Linked DNA regions of Sus scrofa: region 2 is linked to region 1. The links are chromatin contacts, called in public HiChIP or PLAC-seq maps. All regions are on one chromosome and are shown on one strand. Each heading gives the region's core, a stretch centred on a gene start, on an enhancer-like site or on the middle of the called end of the contact. The rest is flanking DNA. Distances are from core to core; before and after follow the strand shown.

What was found. HiChIP or PLAC-seq counts read pairs in DNA pulled down with a chosen protein or histone mark.
Region 2: a contact with region 1 is called in an H3K27ac HiChIP or PLAC-seq map of alveolar macrophages. The contact joins the promoter of FOLR1 here to the promoter of NUMA1 in region 1. A contact is called at or near these places in 3 of 47 Hi-C or Micro-C datasets (epiblast stem cells, liver and skeletal muscle) and 1 of 2 datasets of contacts at active chromatin or transcription factors (alveolar macrophages).

The regions. Positions count from the first base shown.
Region 1 is chr9:6,659,037-6,665,692 of Sscrofa11.1, reverse strand. NUMA1 (nuclear mitotic apparatus protein 1) reads left to right here and starts at 2,727. Exons shown (of 26, transcript XM_005653665.3): 1 at 2,727-2,903. It overlaps LRRC51 (leucine-rich repeat-containing protein 51), which reads right to left and starts at 2,571. Exons shown (of 6, transcript NM_001282115.1): 1 at 2,471-2,571. LOC102158722 (a long non-coding RNA gene) reads left to right here. Exons shown (of 4, transcript XR_297536.2): 2 at 333-448; 3 at 883-1,057; 4 at 1,323-1,970.
Region 2 is chr9:6,743,489-6,750,144 of Sscrofa11.1, reverse strand. It overlaps FOLR1 (folate receptor 1), which reads right to left and starts at 4,068. Exons shown (of 5, transcript NM_213830.1): 1 at 4,015-4,068; 2 at 2,781-3,203; 3 at 609-797; 4 at 277-412; 5 at 1-144. The coding sequence starts at 2,927.

The DNA of each region.
Region 1 (6,656 bases), core at 1,478-3,977:
CTCACTTCATCCACGGCTGTCACCTCCTTTGCCTTTACTACCTGACTTGCTTTCCCAAAGGATTCGAGGTAGTGTGCAGTAATAACACCCTCATGAAACATGATTTGAAGAGCAGAGCTGTCCAGCAGAAACAGAATGAATGTCAGGGATGCAAGCCACATGTGTGTTTTTTTTCACGTATGTGGTTAAAAAATGTACAGTAGCCGTAAAAAGAACAGTCAAAAGAAACAGGTGAAATTAAGTTTAATAATATGTTTTATTTACCACAGTATATTCCAAATATCATTCAACACACCATTCATATTAACAATCAAGGTACTTTACGCTTACAGCACGTTCCACTTGGGACAGTGCTTCTTGATCAGAGGCTACCGGACTGGCCAGCACGGAGGCAGGAAGTGAACCCATGGAAGCAAAAGATGAGAAGTCAGAACAAAGGAAGACAAAGGTATACCGGGAATTAAGATACTAAGCCTATATCCCTGAAATCTCTGCCATCTAAAGCAAAAGGGGAAACCTTAGCATCTGTGGTTCTCAATTTTTGATTCAAGGAAACAGTGTGTATGCAGAGAGAACGAAATTCTCTTAAGAGCTGTGGACCTAATAGTTTGTAATTCAGCGTCAGCTTAATACAGTTCAAGTCACTTCTTTTTTTAGTGACCTGACGCATGCAAGGACAGAGGAGTGGGAAGCGAATGTCTTCCTCTCAAAGAGCAGTGGTCTCATGTGCGCTTTGGGGAAGTGCTGGCTGGAGTCACTTCACAGCTGAATCCTCGGTCAAGTGTGGCCTGGCCTGCTGGGCATGGGTTGCTGACTGGGGGGGCCTGAATCTTTGGATATCAAATCTGCAGACATAATAAAGAGCACATTATTCTTTTGTAGAAACAGGGGAGCTGGCTCGTGTTCTCACCTCGACCGGTCCCACATGAGCACCCACAAGCTGGATGCCTCTGAGCAAGACTGAGTACTTTTCTCAAAGCGAGTCCGAGTTGGGACCTTGGAGTCCAGCACTGCTGGACATGGATTTTAGCTTAAAATACTTAAGGGCAAGTTTTTGGTAAGTTTTTATTATTATTGTTTTGTCTTTTTAGGGCTGCAGCTGCAGCACATGGAAGTTCCCAGGCTAGGGGTTGAATCGGAGCTGCAGCTGCTGGCCTACACCACAGCCACAGGCACGCCGGATCCCACATGCATCTGCGACCTACACCACAGCTCATGGAACACTGGCAGGCCAGGCCACACTTGAATTTACTCAAGCCCAGCCTGGTCCTCATCTCTGAGCTCCCAATCTGTATAACCAATTGCCTCTTCACCACTTCCAGGCTATCTCCAAGACAGGCGCCTGCAACACGTCTGCAGGTGAACTCATACTCTCTGGGTACTCCTGGATCTCTTCCGGTGTTCTCCCCTCTCCCCACCATTACGGAGGTCAGAAAACCAAGAGTTACCTTGAATACCCCTTCCATTTCCCATCCAGAATAAATACCTGTCAGCTTTGCTTCCTAAATGTCTTTTCTCTAGTCCGAGCTACCATCACTTCCTTTCTGCCTTCCCTCCCAGCCATTTTGCCTACTGCAACCAGAGTAATCCTGCAAAATGCAAATCTGATATTGTTCACTCCCCCCCACGACAGCCCATTTAAAAACTGTCCCTGGGACAGTTTAATCTACTACTTTGAACACATTCTTAAACTAGAGAGGCTGTAAGCTCAAGCTAGAGACTTAGCTGGAAGTTGGCAAACAGGGATCTAGTCCTAGCTGTCACTGACTTGGTGCGTGGCCTCTGTCACTACTTCTCACTAGGTTGGTTTTCCAGTCTGTGATATGGGATAAATATTCTTGGATTCACAAAGTTCAAAAGAAAGAGGCTGTGAAAGCACTAGGTAAGTTACTAGATGTAACGGATCTGTCATGAAGTCTGGAAAAGGAATGAAGCTCTAATTGCAGACCTTGGGGAGACGGACAACAGAGGAGGTGCAGGGAGAAGAGGTAAAGACAGGACCCCTCCTAAGTATGTGTGGAAGATCCTGCTGACTCTCTGAAAAGGAGGCTCTACTCTGGGTCTTCCTGCCTGGAAGGAAAGGGGCCGTTCAAGCCCCAGAAATTTTCCTACATCCCCAGAATTAGAGACTTTTGATTTGCTCTAATCCCACTCCCATGTCTTGCAGAGGGTCTTCTGTTGATCAGAGGAAAACCAACCCTATATCTGAAGAAGTTTCAGATCTTCCAGAATGTGTCAGGGACTTGAGACAGTAGTATTAGGGGGTCCTATTCTGTGATGATGGCGATCTTAAGCACCCCCACATCTGTATGGGTATTTATCTCCGCCTTCCCCCCCCCCCCCACGAGCCCGTCTATCCCATATGGGTTTGTGCCTTGTCGTTGTGAAAAGGGTTAAGACGGGGTTGTCTCAGATCCCCGAGGAGAGAAGTTCTTAGTTTTTCCTGCGTGCCCCTCCCCGCTCAACTCACCCGCAAGTGCTTCCCCGCCAGCCTCAGCGTCCTACTATCGCAGCGTTACTCGGCGCAACTCCATGGTAACCACCTTCGCCTACAAGTCCCGGCTGGCGCGGTAGGCGCTACCGCGATACCTTCCGCGAGCTGCAGTTCGTGGCGGGTGGGGGCGCCAAGGCCGCGGGTGGTGCTGGGACTTGTAGTTGCTTTTGCCCTCAAGCCGCGGGCCGGGCTCCGGAAGTTGTGGCACCCTTTCTCCCTTCCCACTTCCTTTTCGCGGGTCCTCCAGCGTGCCCTGGGCGTGCGACGCCAGCCGACACGGACCAATCGCAGGGCGGCGCGAGGGGGCGGGGCCATAGTTTAAACTAATTGTGCGCTCGCCTCGCTGGCGCGAGCCCGTGGCGAAGGCGATCCCGGGTAGGCGAGAGGCGGAGCGGGAGCGCGCGGCCAGGTAAGCGGCGCGGGCCCGCTGCTGGTGTGCGGCCTGGGCGCCCGCAGGGAAGCCGGGGCCTAAAGGGGGTGCTGAGAGACGGGTGCGAACGGAAGGCCTCGTTCCTCACCGAGGCTGAGTGGGGAGAGTCTGTCGCGGGTAAGGGTTGTGAGGAGAGGGCCTTGTCCGAGGGGAGGCGGCGGACGTGCTTCGGGGGAGGGCCTGCTCGGGGGCGTGTCCGTGGCATCGAGTCTGCGGGCGACGGGGTGCGGGTGGTGCAGCTTCCTCAAAGCCTGTGGCCGCGGCTTCCTGTAGTAATGGTCCTCGCCCGTTACTGCTAACAATAGCGGTAGTACTACTAGTAAACAGTTCCCGAGCACCGACGACGTTTCAGAGGCTGTGCCACGCCCGTTATGTGGATCCTCTTTTAAACAGTCCCGCAGCTTTGTCACACTTTACTACAGCGGGGCCCTTCTGAGGTTTATGTTCGGCTTGGCCGGGGTTGTATAACCAGTGCGTGGTTGGCTCCACTGGCGTCTTTGTGGGTGGGGCCTGAGTGGGAAGGAGGTGCTTTATTGGCAGTGAGGGTTGTCTCGGACGAGTCAATTTATTGTGAGCCTCACTTTTTCACGTGTGGTGTAAACAACGAGTTTACGTGCCCTTACCTACTTTCCTGGGGTTGTTGGACGGGGGGTGGGGGGTGTGCGGGTCAAATTAGGTAAAGTGTTTCTTTGAAGCGTCTCGGAGAGTACACATTCATGACCATAAGTGATGTGACCGTGTGAAGGTTATTGGTGCAAGAGAGCTCCTCTGGGTGGATGCTGCCCCTTCTGGGCCCCCTCTTTTGCTCACCCCTAAGGTAGCGTTTTTCATCTGGTGTTCGGAGTGTCTGCGCATTTGTCTGCCCTACTAGATAGAGACGGAATATTTTGCCCCTGTATCCTGATGCCTGTGCAGAGTGTGAAATGTATTGTGGCCATTAGTTAACATATGCTTTGAAATGAATGAGCTTTTTTGGGCTGAAAGGGGATAGGAACCTGGCTTTCCCATCTTTATTTAGTGGCTTTTGCATCTCTGTATTAAGTTAGCCTCGTGCCCAGAGTGGCACTGCCTCCAGAAAATATACTACTACTTACTTTAAACCACGCTGCCCTTTCTCTGGGGTCTGTTGCCAGGTCCTGCGTTTCTAAGGCTCTGGATTGGCAAGTGTTGTGGCCAGAAACCTTGGATGGGAAGGGAATTGGAGCTCTCTGCCTTGTGGAGATCTTTCCTGCTGTGAATTGATGAGAGCCTAGAGAGAATGTTCAGATCAGGCTAAGGCAACTTTTAGGCAGCGGGGAAGAGTATATGCATTCCCTCCCTGTCTCTTCCTGGGTGGTATTTTCTCCTTCAGAGGAAGAAACACACACTTCTCTGTAAAAAGCTACAGGGTACTCTTTTCTTGGCCCAAGTTCAAGCAAATGATGACTCATTGTAAAGCCTGAATCTTAATTCAAAGCCAGAAACGATAATTCCTCAAATTAGAACACCTTAACCGAAAGCTCATGTAAGGAATATTTCCATTTAGCGTGTCCTTTAAAAATTTTTTATTTTTTATTTTAATTAATTTTTTTGTTTTGTTTTTGTCTTTTTGGGTCAAGATCTAGATATGTTAGGATGGGAAAAGCACTGCCTCAGATGGCTGAGTAGAGTTGATCAGGGAATGTTTGACAGCTGGGTCTAATTAATAAAACCCTGTGGTCAGTAGGTATGTTGGGGGTCATTTATTTCAGCCTCTTATTCTGTACTCTAAGCATATCAAAAGGTATTGTCTAGACTCAAAACAGCACTTCTAAGAATGAGAACACCCCAAAGGTACTCTGTCTGTGTTGAACGATTCTGATAAATCACAATTATTTTGTGCTGTCAGTGATTATTTCATTTTACCCATTCATGTTTACTGTTTGTTTCCACGATTCTTTCTTGCATTTTATTCCCTCTTTTTGTGTTGGGTAGGTGAATACATCCTTCAGCTGTTTTCATAGTGAGGGTCGGTTAGTGGTAAATACTCTGTGGTGGGAAATATCTTTAATAGGGTTAATAGCTTTAATAGGTTTAATCAGTCTTGATTGGTAGTTTAGCTGGGTACTAGGCTTCCAATTCTTTTTTTTTCTTAGCACTTTGAAAATGTTATTAACCTAACCCTAACCCCATACCCTAACCCTAACCCTAATGTTATTTTACTGAAACTCTGGCATTTTGTTGTTACTCTTGAGAACTGTACTCAAAATTTAACTATTATATCATTGTATGTAACCTGCCTTTTTCTCGGTTGTTGTTGTTGTTTTTTTTTTTAATATATATTTTTTTAGGGCTGCACCCACACATAGGGAGGTTCCCAGGCTAGGGGTCGAATTGGAGCCCCACCCCAGTAGTTGTGTTTTTAATTTTTTAGGAATTTCTATGCTGTTTTCTATAATGGTTCCACCAGTATACTTTCCCACCAGCAGTACATAAGGCTTCACATCCTCCCAGGACTTGTTATTTGTTCTCACTTGTTTTATTTTATTACTTTATTTTACTTTTTTGTTTTCTTTTTATGGTTGCACCTGTGGTGTATGGAACTTCCTGGGCTAGGGGTTGAACCACAGCTGTAGCTGCAGACCTGTGCCACAGCAGCATTGGATCTGAGCCCCATTTGCGACCTATGTTGCAGCTTGTGGCAATGCTAGATCCTTAATCCACTGCGCCAGGCCAGGGATTGAGCCTGCATCCTCACAGAAGCTATGCCAGGTTCTTAACCTGTTGAGCCACATTGGGAACTCCTTCTCTTTGTGATAATAGCCATTCTAACAGGTGTGAGGTGATGTCTTACGGTGTTTTTAATTTGCATTTCTCTGATGATCAGTGATGTTGAGCATCTTTTCATGTGCCCATTGACCATTTGTTTGTTTTCTTTGGAAAAATGTTTATTCAGGTCCTCTGCCCATTTTTGATTTTTTTTTTTTTTATGTTGAGGTGTGTGAGTTCTTTATATATTTTGGATGTTAACCCTTTGTCAGATATATTGTTTATGAATATCTTCTCCCATTCAGTAGGTTGTCTTTTTGTTGTGTTGCTAGTTTCCGTTGCTATACAAAAGCTTTTGATGTAGTTTGATGTAGTCGCATTTGTTTATTTTTGCTTCTCTTTCCCTTGCCTGAAGAGACATATCCCCAAAAATGTTGCTAAGACTGATGTCAAAGAGTGTACTGCCTGTGTTTTCTTCTAGGAGGTATGTGGTTTCAAGTCTTACATTTAAGCCTTTAATTCATTTTGAGTTTATTTTTTGAATTTATTTTTGTATATGGTGTGAGAAAGGACAACGTAGTCCGTTTGATTCTTTTGCATGTAGCTGTCCAGTTTTCCCAACACCATTTATTGAAGAGGCTTTTACCCATTGTACCTCCTTGCCTTCTTTGTTGTAGTTTTTTTTTTTTTTTTTTTTTTTTGTCTTTTTGCCATTTCTAGGGCCGCTCCCATGGCATATGGAGGTTCCCAGGCTAGCGGTCGAATCGGAGCTGTAGCCTCCGGCCCACGCCAGAGCCACAGCAATGCGGGATCCGAGCCGCTTCTGCAACCTACACCACAGCTCACGGCAACGCCGGATGGTTAACCCACTGAGCGAGGCCAGGGACCAAACCCACAACCTCATGGTTCCTAGTCGGATTCGTTAACCACTGCGCCATGATGGGAACTCCATTCTTTGTTGTAGATTAATTGACCATGTGTGTATTCATTCCTAGACTCTCTGTT
Region 2 (6,656 bases), core at 2,819-5,318, 83 kb before region 1:
ACATCTGGATGCAGCGGCCGCTGCCCCGGCTGTAGCTGCTGACTTCAAAGGAGTGGCTCCAGATCTCGTTGCACAGGGCAGCGGGCGTGGGGAAGTAGAAGTCGAAGCGGTGGCAGGCGGCGCTCACTGGGCACTGGTTATACCCTGTGGGGAGGATGCATGGCTTTTGGCCTCTGGATCCAGAACCTTCTCTGGTTCCACCAGCCCCCACAGCCCCTCGTCTCCATCTATTCCATCCACACCCCGCCTCCACCCAGCTCCCGCCCAGGCCCTCACCTGAGGTCCAGTTCCAGCCCTTGTGCCAGTTGCTCTTGCAGGTGTAGGAGGTGCGGCAGTCTTCCCACCAGATCTGACAGTCCTCTTTGCAGAGGGGCACGTTCAGGATCCGCTCTCTGCGCCACTTCTGGTTCACCTGGGTGGGAGGGGGGCAGGGGGCTGCTGTCAGCCCAGGGTCTCAGCTGCTGCAGCCTTGACAGGGTCCGGGGCTGCAGGAGAAGAGATGCCTCTACCACCCTCAGATCAGAATTCCTGGGCCACGCCCAGCGGGCCAGTGGCTGGTGGGTCGTGCCCTCTGCTGAGGCTCGTGCTTGTGGGGACAATGTCTATACCTCCTGGATCCAGGGCCCCAGGTTGGGCGAGCACTCATAGAGACAGGTGTCTTGAATGAAGTGGCGCTTGCAGGCCGGCTCCATCTTGCCGCAGTGGTCCCAGTTGAATCTGTACAGGTAGGAGATGTCTTTATGGGCTTCTAGGCTGGTGTTGACTGAGCAGCAGGAGTTCTTCCTCCAGGGGCTGCACTGGGAGGGGACGACACCGAGATTAAGTCCTTCCCGCACCACAGCTGTCACCACTACATGCTGGCTCCTGGGCCTCGGGTAGGTCACCCAGAGGAACACTGGCTGGGGAGGCGGCCTCTAAGCCCGGCCTTGAGGAGCCCTCGTTTTGGGGTAGAGGCAGTTATAATATTGACTTTGAACAGAGAGTCACACAGGGGACGTGGGAGAACTGGGAACCCATCACCTGGGGGAGCCGTCATTCTCCGTACATCTCTAAACCGTTCACCAATTGATTTCGCTTTATCTAGGAGATTTACGGTACTCATCTTGCAGGTCCTCAACTCTTGATCCCCTGCAAGACCCCATGCACCTGATCCCTGACCTGAAAGAGTTAATTAACATAACGAAAAGCACTTCCTGGCCTATAGGAGTTCCCTGGTGGCTTAGCAGGTTAAGGATCCAGTGTTGTCACTGCTGTGGCTAGGGTTTGATCCCTAGCCTGGGAACTTTGCCTGCCGTGGGTGCAGCCAAAAATTTTTAAAATAGCATAAAATAAAAAATAAAAAAGCAGAGTTCCCGGATGGCCTAATGGTTGAGAATCCGGTAAGGATCTGGTGGTGTCACTGCTGTGGCATGGGTTCAATCCTTGGCTCAGGAACTTCTGCTTGCATGCCCCCCCCCCCAAAAATGCAAAAAGTAAACATTTTTTTAAAAAGCACTTCCTGGCCTATAGGGGCTCAGCAGAAACAGCCACTCCCTTCCAACCTACACCCCTCAGAATTACAGTCACCTCTCTCCCTCAAATCTGCACCATCTCTTGGCAAAGAAGTGCTGTGGAGGGTTCTTTAAAGCCCCCCTTAGAACTTAAAACGTTCTAAAAATGAAGCGGTGGGTACAGACTTTCCGTTTTGGAAGATGAAAATGTTCTAGAAATGGATGGAGGTGATGTTTGCATGGCAGTGTGCATCTGCCTAATGGCACAAACGGTACACTTAGAAATGCTTACATGGTGAATTTTATGTTATAGTTATTTTAACACATACACACACACACACCCCCAGAACAAATGAACTGTGGGAAATGACTCAGAGGTCAAGGGCTGCTGGACTTCCCTCTCTTGGCTTGGAGCCCCTGGAGGCAGCCTGTGCCACACAGCATTGCCCTGGGCATACCCCGGCCCCCCGGCAATGTAAAGACTGGTGCGGAGCAGACGAGGGGACCAGAGAGAATGAAAGAGCCTCATTTCTGATGAGCCTGGGGTTCGACTTGAAGCCCAGATTCCCTGGCTGCTTCAGGGGCCCTCCCTATGAAACGGGAACCCAGGCTTCTCCTCCCCTTCTCCATGGTAGCAGCATCCTTGGCTCTGGCCACACTAGACTTGCCACTGCTCGTGCTGTCACCCCTCGTCCGAGGACCTGCTGTCCTCTGCCAGGCTGCCTTTTCCTGCTTTGTCTTCCTGGAAAACTCTTACTCAGCCTCCATGGCCCAGGCCAGTGGCCCTCCTTGGAGGTCCTCGCAGCCTGTCTGACGTGTCACTGACTCTTCAGAACCTGATGGGGGTGGGGACCTGGCCTGTGGGTAGATACTTGTTGCATCATGACCGTGAGGGACCTGCCTCTTCTTCTACCTGGACTTTGAGCTCCGTGGACTGGCACAGCATGAAAGTTGGGAAAGGTGCCACCAGCCCCTCTCCTGGCGCCTGCCTATCCCCAGCCTCTGTTCCCACGTGTCCCTGTGCACTCTCTGGCCAGTGTCCTCATTTGTCAAGCGCTTTGGGCATATTTACCAACAAGATGGGAGGAAAACACTTGGCCCGTAGTGGGTGCTTGATCAATAGTCCCCGCGTTAGTGTCGCCGTGGTGGCCTCCTGGGAGAGGGCCACCAAGATCACCTCAGCCACCCTCCTGCCTCCATCACCCCCAAAGCTGCTCTTTCCAACCCCCTGCCTTCTTCCCTTTTGGGGGCCAGCCCCCTCCCCAACCCCAGGCCCTTCTCCCTCCTCACCTGGTCGTGCAGCTTGTCCTCCGGGCTTGGCTTTGGCTTGTGGTGCTTGGCATCCATGCAGACATTGAGCATGTCCGACTTGGCCCGGGCGCCCCCCACAGCAGCCACCAAACCCAGGAGCACGAAGAGCGTCAGCCGCCAGGCCATGTTGATCCACTTCTGCCAGAAAGCTGCCGTAAGCTTCTTGGCCAGATTTCCTGTTTCCCTTCCAAGCCCAGATCGTCGTCCCTCCCCGCGCCGCTTACCCCACAGCACAGTGGAGCCAAGCGATGAAGGGCCCGTGGAGGTCTGTGCCAAGTGGTAGGACACCACTGCCACCTGAGGACAGTGCAGTCTGAGCTTTGCTGCGGGGGGAGGCACCACCTCTCCGGACCTCCCCTTCCGGAGTTCGCCAGCCAGTGCTTCACCCACAGGCAGAGGCTCCTGCATAAGAGGAACCACAGAGGGAGTTCCCTTCGTGACTCAGTGGTTAACAAACCACACTAGTATCCATGAGGATGCGGGTGTGATCCCTGGCCTCGCTCCGTGGGTTAAGGATCTGGCGTTGCCCTGAGCTGTGGTGCAGGTCATAGATGCGGCTTGGATCTGGCGTTGCCGTGGCAGTGGTGTAGGCTGGTGGCTGTAGCTCCGATTCAACTCCTAGCTGTAGAAGTTCCATAGCAAAAAAAAAAGAGGAACCACCGGCTGACCTCTGCTGAGCTGCTGATGGGGTTGCAGACTGAGAGGAGGGGCGCTGGCCGGCCTCTGCTTCTGCTTCCTCAGCCCTCCCGCCAGCCCAAGGCAGCTTAGGTTTAGGTACCCAGAGACTGGCTGGTGAGGCAGACAGGGAAGCTGACGGGGCGGGGGTTGGGGGGGGGGGGCGATGTGAAGGCCATTCAGCCATTGGGTTCTTGCTTAAGGTCCTGGACCACATGCCAGGGGAGCCTGGAGGAGGGGGAGGGGTATGTGGAAAGCCCGTGAGAGCGCAGATCCCCAGGGGCAGCCCCCAGCCCCTGCATCTTCCCACCCCCACGGAGGGGTCTTGGGAAGTTCCCAGGGCAGAGCCAGGCCTAGACAAAGCGGAGGCCGGGGGGTCAGGGTCACATGGAGGAGAAACTGAGCCCGAGCTGTGGGGGTGGGGGCACCAGAGCCAGAGTCCGCAGAGAAAGCAGGATCCCCGGAGACCAGGGGAGCCCTACCTTGCTTCTCACCTCCTACCTCCCATCCGCACCTTTCCTCCCGGTCCTGCCCTTACCTCTGCCTCGGCCCTCCTGGAGGCCCACCTGGAGGCCCACTCGGAAGCAGTGTCTCCCTGACTCGTCACACCCTTTTCTAAGTCATCCTGACCCGGCCTCTGTCAGGGCAGGCCGCGTCTTTGTCTAGGAAACAGCTTGTCTTTCAGTTTCAGGCCAGTTAAAGAAATATAGTCCTACACCCCATGAGATTTAACCTGGTGAAAAAGAATGAGAAGGCCCTTGATAAATGAAAATGCAAAACTTTCCAAGTGTATTGTTAAGTGAGAGAAGGAAGGTGTGTGCATTTCTGGTCAATTACACCACAACAAAAGAGAGGCAGGAGGAGACGCTGTAGAAAAAACAGTCTCTCCGGTCAAGTCAAGTCACAGCGCAGCGGAAACCAGTCCGACTAGGAACCAAGAGGTTGCAGGTTGGATCCCTGGCCTCGCTCAGTGGGTTAAGGATCCGGCATTTGTCACGAGCTGTGGTGTAGGTCGCAGATGTGGCTTGGATCCTCCATTGTTGTGGCTGTGGTGTAGGCTGGCAGCAAGAGCTCCCATTGGACCCCTACCCTGGGAACCTCCATATGCTGCAGGTGCGGCCCTGAGAAGGAAAACAAACAAAAACAAACAAAAAAAAACACAGCCTCCTCAATAAGTAGTGCTGGGAAAATTGGACAGCTGCATGTAAAAGAATGAAATTGGAACATTGTCTAACACAATATATGAAAAGAAACTCAAGGAATTCCTGTTGTGGCTCAGGAGTAATGAACTCAACTAGTATGCATGAGGACGCAGGTTCAATCCCTGGCCTTGCTCAGTGAGTTAAGGATCTGGTGTTGGGAGTTGCTGTCGTGGCTCAGGGGTTAACGAATCCAACTAGGAACCATGAGGTTGCAGGTTTGAGCCCTGGCCTTGCTCAGTGGGTTAAGGATCCAGTGTTGCCGTGAGCTGTGGTGTGGGTCGCAGACGTGGCTCAGACCCCTCGTTGCTGTGGCTCTGGTGTAGGCCAGCGGATGCAGCTCCGATTCAACCCCTAGCCTGGGAACCTCCATGTGCCGCGGGAGCGGCCCTAGGAAAGGCAAAAAGACAAAAAAAAAAAGGATCTAGTGTTGCTGTGAACTGCAGTCTAGGCTGGCAGCTGCAGCTCAGATTCGACCCCTAGCCTGAAAACTTCCGTATGCCACAGGTACAGCCCTAAAGAAAGAAAAAAAAAAAAAACTCAAAATGGATGAAAGACCTAAATGTAAGACCAGAAACCATGAAACTCTTAAGAGGAAAACACAGGCTTAATACTCTGTGACGTAAGTCACAGCAATATTGTTTTGAATCTGTCACCTAAAGCGAAAGAAAAAAAAAATCAAGAATAAACAAATCGGAGCTAAACTTAAAAGCTTTTGCACAGGGAAGGTTTCATTTCAATAAAATAAAAGGACATCCTACTGAATGGGAGAAGATATTTGCAAATGATATGACTGATAAGAAATTAATATCCAAAATATAGAAAGAGCTCATACAGTTTCACATGAACAAAACAAACAACCAGCCTGAAAAATGAGCAAAAGACCTCAACAGACGTTTCTTTAAAGGAAACATGCAGACGGCCCTTGAAAAGATGCTCAGCCTCACTAATCCTCAGGGAATATAAATCAAAACCACAGTGAGGTATCACCTCACACCTATCAGAATGGCCATCAAAAAACACAAGTAGCAAATGTTGATGAAGATACAGAGAAAAAGGAACCCTCATTCCCTTTGGTGGCAATGTAAATTGTGTAGCCACTTTGGAAAACTGTATGGAGGTTTCTCAAAAAATTGAAAATAGAACTAGCATATGACCGAGTAATTCCTCTCCTGGGTATACATCTGAAAAAAACAAAAACACTAATTCAAAAAGATTCATGCGTGCCAATATTCGTGGCAGCATTGTTTATAATTACCAAGCTATGAAAGTAACCTTAGTGTCCATCGAGAACTAAATGGATAAAGAAGATGTGGGGTGTGTGTGTGAGTATATGTGTGTAATGGAATACTACTCAGCCATAAAAAATGACATTTTGTCATTTGCAACAACATGGATGGACTTGGAGGGTATTATGTTAAGTGAAGCAAGCTAGACAGACAAAGACAAATACTCTATGATATCACTTATATGCAGAATCTAAAAAATACAGCAAACTAGTGAATATAACAAAAAAGAGACAGATGAAGAGAACCAGGTAGTAGTTACCAGTGGGTAGTGAGAAAGGGGGGGCACCATAGGGGTAGGGGGTTAAGATGTACAAATTGTTCCATATAAAATAAGCTACAAGGATATATTGTATAGTACAGCGAATATAGCCAATATTTTATAATAACTAGCATAATATTATGTATCAACTATACTTCAATTTTTTTTAAAAAAAGTTCCAAAAGAGCAACAATAGAATTAATCTTTTGTGTAAAAAAAGGAAGAGGGAGAATACACGCATTTGCATAAGAAAATTCTGGAAAGAATTTTTGTTTATTTATTTTGGGCTGCACCCACAGCATGTGGAAGTCCTGAGCCAGGGATCAAACCCACGCCACAGCAGCAACCCAAACTGCTGCAGTGACAACACCAGATCCTTAACCTGCTGCACCACAAGGGAACTCAAACAATTTTTTGAATGGGGAGGGCATAT